2 separate regions of the Rattus norvegicus genome follow, and region 1 is linked to region 2. The links are chromatin contacts, called in public HiChIP or PLAC-seq maps. All regions are on one chromosome and are shown on one strand. The core of a region is the stretch at or near the end of the contact, and the rest is flanking DNA. Distances in the headings are between cores, read along the strand shown.

The links. HiChIP or PLAC-seq counts read pairs in DNA pulled down with a chosen protein or histone mark.
Region 1: an H3K27ac HiChIP or PLAC-seq map of oligodendrocytes shows a contact between it and region 2, with 15 times the contacts expected there. The contact joins the enhancer-like site here to the promoter of Mdga1 in region 2. A contact is called at or near these places in 8 of 12 Hi-C or Micro-C datasets (the A7r5 cell line, the Rat2 cell line, Schwann cells and 5 more) and 1 of 1 datasets of contacts at active chromatin or transcription factors (oligodendrocytes).

Annotation. Positions count from the first base shown.
Region 1 is chr20:8,531,146-8,535,795 of GRCr8, forward strand. All of the region lies in intron 6 of Btbd9 (BTB domain containing 9), which reads right to left. Among named protein-coding and RNA genes, the nearest start is that of Btbd9, 110 kb to the right of the region's middle. Within about 2 kb of position 2,721, at least 4 of the 93 cell types and tissues checked have an H3K27ac peak or open chromatin away from gene starts, as enhancers often do.
Region 2 is chr20:7,963,207-7,968,373 of GRCr8, forward strand. It overlaps Mdga1 (MAM domain containing glycosylphosphatidylinositol anchor 1), which reads right to left and starts at 2,628. Exons shown (of 17, transcript NM_001414944.1): 1 at 1,365-2,628. The coding sequence starts at 1,431.

The DNA.
Region 1 (4,650 bases), core at 1,471-3,970, 570 kb after region 2:
TTCCCCCACCAAACTTAAACCTCTTTATTCCAATACCATTCGTTCCAAGACAAACTCTGGAGGACAGAGACAGAGACAGAAACAGAGACAGAGCCTCACATGGCTTCAATGCTTCAGGATAAGCGAGTGGATCCCTACAGTCCCAGGACAGAAGCTGGCCATCTGCACTAGAAGGTGATGACTAATTCCTAAATGTTCAAATTTAAACAAAATCATAGGAATCATGGGACGCTAGTCTGTTCTCCAACATGAGACGCATTGCAAGAGCAAGCTAGGATCATAAAGTATCTGGCACTCTTTTTTCTATGTGTGAACAGTTTTCTAGATCCAAATAGTTTTCCTGAGATGGCAGGAAGCAGCTCCCTCAGGCTGATACCCCGCCCCCCAAACATTGATCTCCCTAGTCTAAGGACCATACTTCCATTCACAACAGGAACCAAAATGAACCAGTTCGTTATAACATTCCTGGTTTTCTACTCAATAAAAAACCATAAGGCATGAAAACACTGCCTCAAATCATAAATCAAACAGTTACTGAGTAGAATGAGCTTAGTTACTTTCAAGAGAGTAATACAAATTAATGATTTTCCCCCTTTCACTTATGCAAAGAATATACAGCTTTGAACATGTTGGAAACCGTCACTCCTGTCACGGGAACCAAGCACACGGCGCTCCAGTGACTGCACCAGCTCAGGTCCACATGCAGCCCCCACTCCGAGACTAGCAGAGTGTCTTCATCTATGTACAGGTTAACAATGGGCTCCCATCTCATGGAGACGCTCTCACGATATAAGGGCTACATCTGGCCTCAAATATACAAAGAACATCTTCAAAGATGTCAGTCGTCTTCCCTGGCCCCTCTCACCACTGAAAATTGCAAAGACCCATTCTCACAGGGAGAAGGACTTGAGGTGGAGTTGGCGGACCGGGAAACACTCAGGAGAACCAAAGAACCTTCTTACATCGGTTTTCTGTACAAGTCCAGCCCTTTACTGTTACACACTGCAAGAACCAGAGCGGTGTGTCTGTCTGTCTGTATGTCTACATCACTCGGCATGTGCAGAAGGGCCGCTGGCATGGGTGTCAGAGTGAGGCTGGCACACGGGGCCTCACTGACCTTGCAGGTACATCTGGAAAGTAAGGACACCGGAGAGGAGGAACAGTAGCGCAGTCCCATGGGATGTGCTCAGGAATAAAAATGCCTCACTTAAGCCATCTCAATTATGTTCCCTGCTTCTTCCTAGTTAAAGGTTTAAAGCGGGACGGCAGAAGATGGTAGGGAGTCAAACCTTTGAGGTGGGGAGGCTGGGCATGAGTGTGATCTGAAAGGACATTTTCTGAATGATACAGTACACAGAGTGCACAGAAATGGAGCCTCTCCACCCTGTGTGACAATGACAACAAAGCAAGCAGCATGACGTGAAAGTGACCTACACCGGGCTCTGTCATGCTTGTGGCAGGCAAGCAACCTCACACCGACGGACCGACCTCCCGGGATGTAGGATGAAAGACAGCCTCCACAACTGCTGTTGCTTTGATCCTTTCTTTTTAATTAATATCTTAGATAACAGTAAGGTGATATAAGATTTCCAAGTTTACCAAAGAGTCTAAGTTTTAAAATACAGGAAGCATGTTTTTGCTTTGTAACTGAAAACAGGCTTGAGAGAAATGAGAGAGTACCAGGAGAAGGGACTCGTGGGACAACTTTTAAAATTTGGGCTTACGGCTAATTGTCATGTCAATTAATATGCAAATGAATAAGGCTTCCAGCTTCTGCCACTTGCCAAGTTCTCTGATGACTTAGTGGCAACAGCCATCATGTGTCTCCTTGCTGAGGCAGTGTCCTAAACAATGTCCTAACCGCTTAGAGTGAATGCCACAACCCCAGACAGGTGAGATGGCCCAGAAGGCACACTGACAGACAGAAGGCTGTGTCTGTCTGTCTTTGTGTCTCTCCAGAGACCCATTCAGAGGACCAAAGCTACCAACCACCCCCAGTCAACACTGGGAAGTGCTTTATCCAAAAGGCAAATGTGTGAAACAGAAGTAGAGCCATCTAGCGAGCGCTGACAGATGGGTCTAGACGCAGAAGGTAAGGGACAGACCGGGCTTTGGTGACTGAATATTCATAGAATCTATAAAAGTCCAGTTCTTTCAGAATGCAGTCTGTTAGGAATGAATATGCAACTGCACCAAATAAAAACACTCCAAATGTACACAAGGAGGGAGTTTTCTCACCTCCAAGCGCTGTCACACACCGCGGCTGGATAACGGATTATCTGAAATTCATATTGACTTGTGGTTTATACTCTCTAAAGCAGGGCTCAAGGAGTTTTCCCCTCCTTCAAATTGCATTCCCTCTTGAAACATTTCACTCATCACACAAGGAAATACGCACTCCGTGGATGTTTCTTTAACTTAGTTTATTTCTTTTTATTAATTATGTGTGCTGGGTGGGGGGTGTCCAGTCGCCCATGAAAGCCAGAACTGCAGGGGTTTTGAGCCATTTATAACCAAACACCATGGGCACTGCAAAACAAACTGGCGCCTCACAAAGACTGGCTGATAGCTTTAGCGGCCAGGCCACCTCCTCGGCCTTTCAGGAGATGCCTCGTGGCTGTGCTGTTGGCACTAGCTAACTTTTCCTGGATCCCACACAGGGGACACTGGCAACAGTGTAAAATTCCCTCATTTAGCATGTGGAAAGAGAAAACAAGAGAGGGGAGTTGAAAGGGGAAAGTAAGGAGAGCAATCTGCAGACAGTACTCAGGGAGAGAGGATGGTTGATGAGGATGGCCAACCCTTGGCACCTCATCAGAGCCACTCACGGCAGAGGACCCCGGACACAGACTACTGAGCAACTGGGGCCCAGCTCTTCTCTCAGTTCCTGGCAGCACTGAAGACATAATTCAAGACCTAATTAAGCAAGCTTAGCTAGAGTCAAATGCACACAGCCAGCAGTGCAGCAACGGCCAGCTCTGCAGAGGAGTGGAGCAAGGGCATGCATGAGGCATGTGAGAACAGATGGGCTTAAGGCGAAGGTGCCCTTAGTCTCTCTCAGCACTTCTGTTGCAACCTGTTGCCTCGAGAGGAACACTATCACGTCACTTTGCCATTAACAAGCATCTCTAGCAAGACCAAAAATCGGGTAATTCCTGACAAATGGCCTGGGCCAGAAGGCTGATCATCTATACTATTAGCTTCCTGTGGGAGTCTGGCTGCCTGCAGCACAAGTCTTTGGTACCCATAGCCAGACTGCAGCCATCTTGGTCTTCCCACAGTGAGTCTTCTCCACACTTGCACAAGGTTATCAAGGACAAGCCATAACGTCAGAACCAGTCTGTCATCCACACTCCATATTCATGGGCAGAGGAACACTATAAATACTTCCAAACAGCAGACTGTACCAAGGAGCTGTACGGAGCATAAATAAATTGCTTCATTATTTAGAAGCAAAGATACTTCTCAAAGTTGTATGGTTCTCCCTTGATCTGTTCCATAGTACTAACCAACAACAAAAATACAGAAGCAGCAGCAATTCGTAAGAACTGGACAGGACCGTCCATTTTAAATGCCTCGGCCAAGAAGAACCCTGCACCCTTCCACTCACAGCCCAAATGCAACAGTAACAGAAAGACGGTATCAGAGAGAGAGCTGATGTCAACTGCGGCCATGCACACATTCCAATTGGAAAAAATAGTTCTTCTCAAACCAGTAAGCCGACAGCAGCACTCCTCACAAGCTTCACTTTACATAGTAAGTACACATGTGTCACTTTGACCTTGGCCATGTCTGCTGTTGACACTGGGCCCATTCTAGGTTCCACGGTGATTTTTCTTGCAAAATTACACACAAAACGAATGGGATCCATGGGTATAAATTCCACAAAACAAAAATCTGTACACTGAATGAAGTTAAATTCTCACGTATTTTTAACCATACCAAATCATATAGCACTTTTAAAGACACACACAGTAACAAATGACGCAGCGTCTCCGGGGTCTTTGGTGACGGCCTCTGCCAAGCCTGCCTTCTGTCAGCACTCTCTAGTTTTACTAGGTGAACACTACTTGGGCAACAGACAACAGAGCAGAGGAAAACACTATTAACAAATTAAGTACTCTTGTCTCCCGCTCTTCAGAGGAGTGTGCCAAGCCCTGCCCATTCGTCCCTGCAGGTTCCCAGCCTCGGAAGCGCAGTGCCCAGGGACCGCCTGCTCTGCACTCAGCACACAAGTCACTCTGACTGTGATCATATGCATTTATCTTTATTTTTAAAATCCTCCCATTGTTGCCAATGGCACTCGAGCGTTATTATTACTAATCCAGCTATTCCTAATAATAGTGTTTAAGGAACTGTCATCTCGGGAACGGTACAGACAATAGCTAATTAATTGCCAAGCATTTAATGTAACAGAATTCTAATCTCCAACCTCTGGAGCAGGGTATTTATTTGTTATTATGGCAAAAACTTTTGTTGGAATTGCTTATTTATGCAATATATCTTCTCTATCACCTCAATTCTAATTTTTATATCTGCTTTGTAAGTAAAATAAACCATCACATGCACAAAGACACAGACAGTGCACTTCACACACAGTAATGAATCTCTCGCGACTGCCTTTATTCACACTACAATAGATTCTATATT
Region 2 (5,167 bases), core at 1,378-3,877:
CAGTAAATCCAGCCTCTTGCAGCATCCCTCCCGCCTGCCTTTTCTGGCCTATGCCAGGGGCCAGGCAGTAAGAGACACACAAACTAATTAAGAAGCAGAGTTTGGCTGGATGCCTGGGCTGGCCTCACCAGGGAATTAAGCCCAAGCCAGCTAGAGCTGTTAGAGCCCAGGGGTGTACACTTTCCAGATACCCCCCCTCCCCAGGACGCTCCTTTCTCCTGCCTGGCACAGTCAGAGACCCAGGACCTGAAGAGAGTAGCCAGGGGATACGGCCTCTGTCACCCACACAGTACATGTCCAACTCCCTCTACTCTCAAAGAGAATAATTAGATTCTTAGCCCCAGAGAAAGAGGGAGAAACCTGCCCACCCCAGCCACACATCATTAGAAAGTAACTACAAAGCCCACCCTGCGGTGAGCAGAAGGCAGAGTCAGGGCCATGGGCTCTGGGGACTGACTGACTTTCTGTGCTGTGCATGTCGGGAGGATGACCCTGGGTAGTATTGAACCAAGGAGTCTTCAGTGGGGAAGCCCGCGGCATGGAGTGGAGAAAAGGTGACCAGAATACTCCACCGCGCGATCGAGCTTGTCTTGGGGATCCAAGAGCAGAGCTGCGTGTCGCGAGGCAGAGTTTAGACACATAGCCGGATGGGTGCGAGCCGCGTTTGCGTTTCCTGAGGACTGTGGCTGAATGTGTCTGTATGTGCAAGTAGGCAGAAGGAAGCTGGGGCTGGGGTTCTGTGATAGGGAACCAGGGACAGAAAAAGCAGGCTCTGGAGAGGTCTAAAAAGGGATGCCGAGAATAGTAGAAGCCTGGACTAGGGGCTGGATGCTCAGCAGCGGCTCAGACTGCTAAGAAGCCAGAAGAGGCGATCGAGCAGCGGCCACGGCCGGGAAGGCGAGCCAGCCTCAGGGCCGCGGTGCTGGAGAGCTTCTCGCCCGCCAGCTGCGCACAACTCCGGATCGCGCAGCGCCCGCTTCCACTCGGGAGGCTGAGCCCAGGGAGGAAAGGGGTTCGTTGGAAACAGCTGCCCCGGCCCAGAGCTTGGTCTCTTCCCGGGTCTCCTGAGCCCACTGTATCATTCTCCCAAGACTTCCAGATCTCTCCAGCCCCTGGAAAGATTTCGGAAAGCCGAGATCTCACCCTGGCATTCCCCAGCCTCACGCTAATACACTAGGACCGGTTCTTGGGCTCGGGAGCAGCCTGCTCGGTCTCCTGGCGCCCAGGCGAGGGCGGAGACGCGACCATACGTTCTAGAGTGCAAGCCCAGGGTTCCACCAAGCCCAGGCAGCGCGCACTTTGAGCAAGATCTTGTAAAGTTTCCGCGCGGCTCCGCCAGGGTGGAGCGGGACGCTGGCTCTTACCGTAGACTCCTTGTCCCCGACAGTGGAAGGGGATCAGCGCCAGAAGTAGAAGGCAGGTCACCTCCATCTTCACGGCCAGTGCTTCATCCCCACGAGGCGGCGCAGCCTGAGAGGCGGCGGGGGGCGCATCCGCCGGGGCACCGCGATGCCCTCTGCGTTCCCTCCTTTTCCCTGAGACGCGAAGGAGAGGGCGGCGACCGAGACTAGGAGTCTAAGCAAACCGCGACTCGGCTCCGTTCTCTTTCCATAGGGCGGCTGCCCGGGTGGAGACGCAGGGGGCGCTGGCCCAGACCTTGATGCCTCTGCGCACCGGGCGCAGCAACCAGCTCCCTGGCCCAGAAAGCTCGGCCACCGAGCAGTCCTGGGTTCCCAGGGCTGTCCGCCCAGCGTGCTGAGCGCGAGGGACCTCTCTGCTGTGGCGGCCGCGCGCGGATCCAACAGGCCACCGATGCCTGGCAAAACTTGTGGTTTCCCCGCCCAGGGGACGCCCCTCGGCGGAGCCAGGCCAGGAGGCCGGGTCTCTGCTATGGTTAATCCGCTGGCTCCAGTCCTGCAGTAGGTGTGGAGGGCTCCGCAGCCCGACCCAGGGGAGCGGGGCTGAGCGCCCTTCCCGGAGGCGAGGGCGCCCGGGTCCCGGTCCTCTGAAGCGCCGGAGCAGCGAGGACTGGCTTCCGCCGCGGGGCGAGCGCTCCGCGTCTCCGAGTCCGCGAAGTTAGCCGAGCCGCCGCCGAGGAATCCGGGGGAGGTGATCGCGTCCCGGCGCCCCCGCGGGAATCCGGAGAACGTTTCCAAAGCAAGAGGCACCACAGCCAGCAAGGGAAAGAGGAAAGTTTGAGTCCTTTGAAAATAATTCGCGCTCTTGCGGAGGCCTGGGCTCAGGAGCCGCCCGCCGCCTCCTCTCTCCCCGCTCCTCTCCCGCCGTCTGGCCGCCGCCGTGGCATTCCCGGGCTCCGCGATCTCGGGAGAGCGGGGCTGCGCCGCGCCCCAAGTTGGGCGTCCCCGCCCCCCTCCCGGCGGCCTGGGGCCGAGGGGGCCCCAGCGGGCGGGGCCGGGCCAGGCTCCCGGGCACGGCGGCCACTCGGGCTCCGGGGCCGCGGGAGCGCTCCGCTCGCTCGGCAACTTGGGCTTCGCTGTGCTGCTTTCTGGTCCCTCCGAGCTTTTCATTCCGCGCTTCCTCCACCTCCCCACCACCACCACCCCGCCTCCCGCTCTCCCTCCTCCCTCTCTCCCTCCTCCCATCTCCGCGATCGGTCTCTCGCTCTCCCACCCTTTGTCGCTCGCTCTCCTGTTTGATTCCCCTCCAGTTAAAAAAAAAAAAAAAAAAAAAAAGGAGCCAATTAAAGGCAGCCCAGCTCGCCCGGCCCAGCCTCTGTCCAATTTCCTTGCTTCCCCCAGGACCAATTAGAGAAAACAAAACAGGGCTGGGGGAAGCAGTCTCTCTCTCTCTCTCTCTCTCTCTCTCTCTCTCTCTCTCTCTCTCTCTCTCTCTCTCTCTCTCTCTCTCCTCTCTCTCTCTCTCCGCCCCCCATCTCTCTCTCCCTATCTCCGCCTCCCCCACCAGCCCCCTGGCAGAAAAATGTCAGAAAGCAGCAATGGATCCATCTATCCCGAGGACAGTAGCGGGAACGTGGGTTCGGCGCGGGCTCTGCAGCCGCGCACTCGCACACGCTCTCCGCCCGCCCTTGCACAGCCCAGGCTGGCAAACCCCGGGCCGGATGCAAACGATCGCCGCCGCACGCTCTCCGGGCAGGCAGCGGCGACTGGTTGCGGAGACCCAAGCCTGCAGGGCACTGGACACTTATGAATGTTTTGCACTTTGGAGAAGGCGGTACTGGAGCCCAGGATCGGAAGGAAAGGCCGAGGCGTCTGCTTCTCCTAGACCAGAGCTGGCGCGAGAGGCGGTTGCCTGCTGTCGCTCTGCAGGGATGTTGGCTCGGCTTGGGAATCCCGCCACCTCCACCACCACCCGCCCCTGGCAGAGCCTCAGGCCCTTTCCAAGCTGCCTCGGCCGCTCCCCGGGTCGGGCGCCGGGCCACTGCCAGAGCCGCTGAGGAGGAGGACGCGCTTATAGCTCGTGTCCTAGCTCCGGCCCACAGGTTGCCAACAGGTTTGCCAGCAAGACCCCAGTGTCAGAGCTCTACAGGGACACCCAGTGTCCCCTTCAGCCTGCTTCTCTCAAACCTTGCCTACCCGTGAGACCTCAGGCGTGGCCAAGTGCCCTAGGGTGCACGCGCTTCCCGCAGCCAAGCTGGGAAGCCTGAGTCTCTCCCCACTCCGAGACTCCGTCACCTTAACCCGGCCCTCCCTGAAGCCGTGACCAAGACGTAGTTCCTTCCAGACGCCCTTGGGGAGGGGCGTGGGCTGGGGAGAGAGGCGCGCTACCACCCGGGCGGCGCCTCTGATCGCGTCCTCCCTCCAACCCGGGTCCTGCTAATCTCACCTGCTCCACCTGTCGCCGTTATTTATCTCGCCGTGAGCGCAGAGATTGTACTAGAGGGGCCCGTGGGAGCGCGGACAGCCGCAGCAGCTAACAAGCTCGGAGGTTGGATCCTGTTCAGGATAGGCTGCGATGGTGGATCCACGACTTGAGGCGTCTGTCCGAACTCAAAGACCTGTTTCATTCACCCAAAAGAATTGATTCTCTTGCATGTAAATTAGCGTATACATTAAAAATATTGATAACAAACCCCTCCTTTACCAAACCCATCCCCACCGGGATGTTCCTCCTCTGGCCCTCCTGGGCAGACTTAACCTGTTAAGCACATGGAAAGCACAGAGTTGCCTGATAGGTAGGGAGTGGTGCCATCATCAGCCTGACCCTTCTCAGTTTCCTTATGGCCTATCTAGGCTATATCCCTCTTGTTCCTGGCTTCTTTGTTTCTTTCTTCCTATTACTGGGAGTGGGGGTTCAAGGCTCAGTTAAGGGTGTCCAAGCTCAACTCAGCAGATGCCAACTGGAGATTTATTGAATGAATGAATGAACGAATGAATGATGTCCATTGTGGGCCAGATTCCGAAGTCCTAGGCTACCTTCCCACGTGCTCTACTCACAGCCTCTCGTAAACCCGAAGGGAAATGCACGATCTGCTCCGTAGACGTCCAGTGTCTTCCCACCCACCTCTCCCACTCAGTCTGAAAGGGAAGTGGTATCAAATGAGGGGGTGATGGCGAGTAGTTCGGTTTATTGTGGTGTCGCCATTATTGGGAAGCTTCCAGAATCCCCCGGGGAAGCTCCAGGCAGTCATCCTTGATGAGTCAGGCTCTCTCTGACTTTGTCTATTCTGGGAAAGTGTTGTCTTCTTTCCCCAACCCCAAACAGCATCAAATTGCTCTCCTCTGGCATGGCAGACAGGATGGGTATACTGTCTGAAGCCATACTGGCCTGGAAAAGAAAGAGGCCTTGTGGTGGAGGAGGGTTAGGGAGGAGGGGAGCCTGGCAGGCTGGGATTGAACATTTGCTGTGCTAATCCACTTGTGAATACTCGCTGTGTGTAGTGTAAACACCTCGACAGCCTGTTCGTGTGTGCCTGTCAACTCAGTCATTCCCTCCCCCAGTGTTCCAGTCCTGCTGCCTAGGGCAGAGCCTCAGAACTGGCAAAAGCAGGCATGTGGTCCAGCCCTAATCTGTCTCCGCCTCACTTTCACCCAGACAGCAAGCAGATGAGATTTCTACCTCTCGGTGGGTAAGAGAACTTTGTACCTGCTACAGGGGCAGAGGTTTTGTGTTGGGCGCTGTCAGGAGTCTTAGGGACTCACTCGTGGTCACGGAGATGCTGCAGGGTCAGGCGCGCTGACATAAGTAG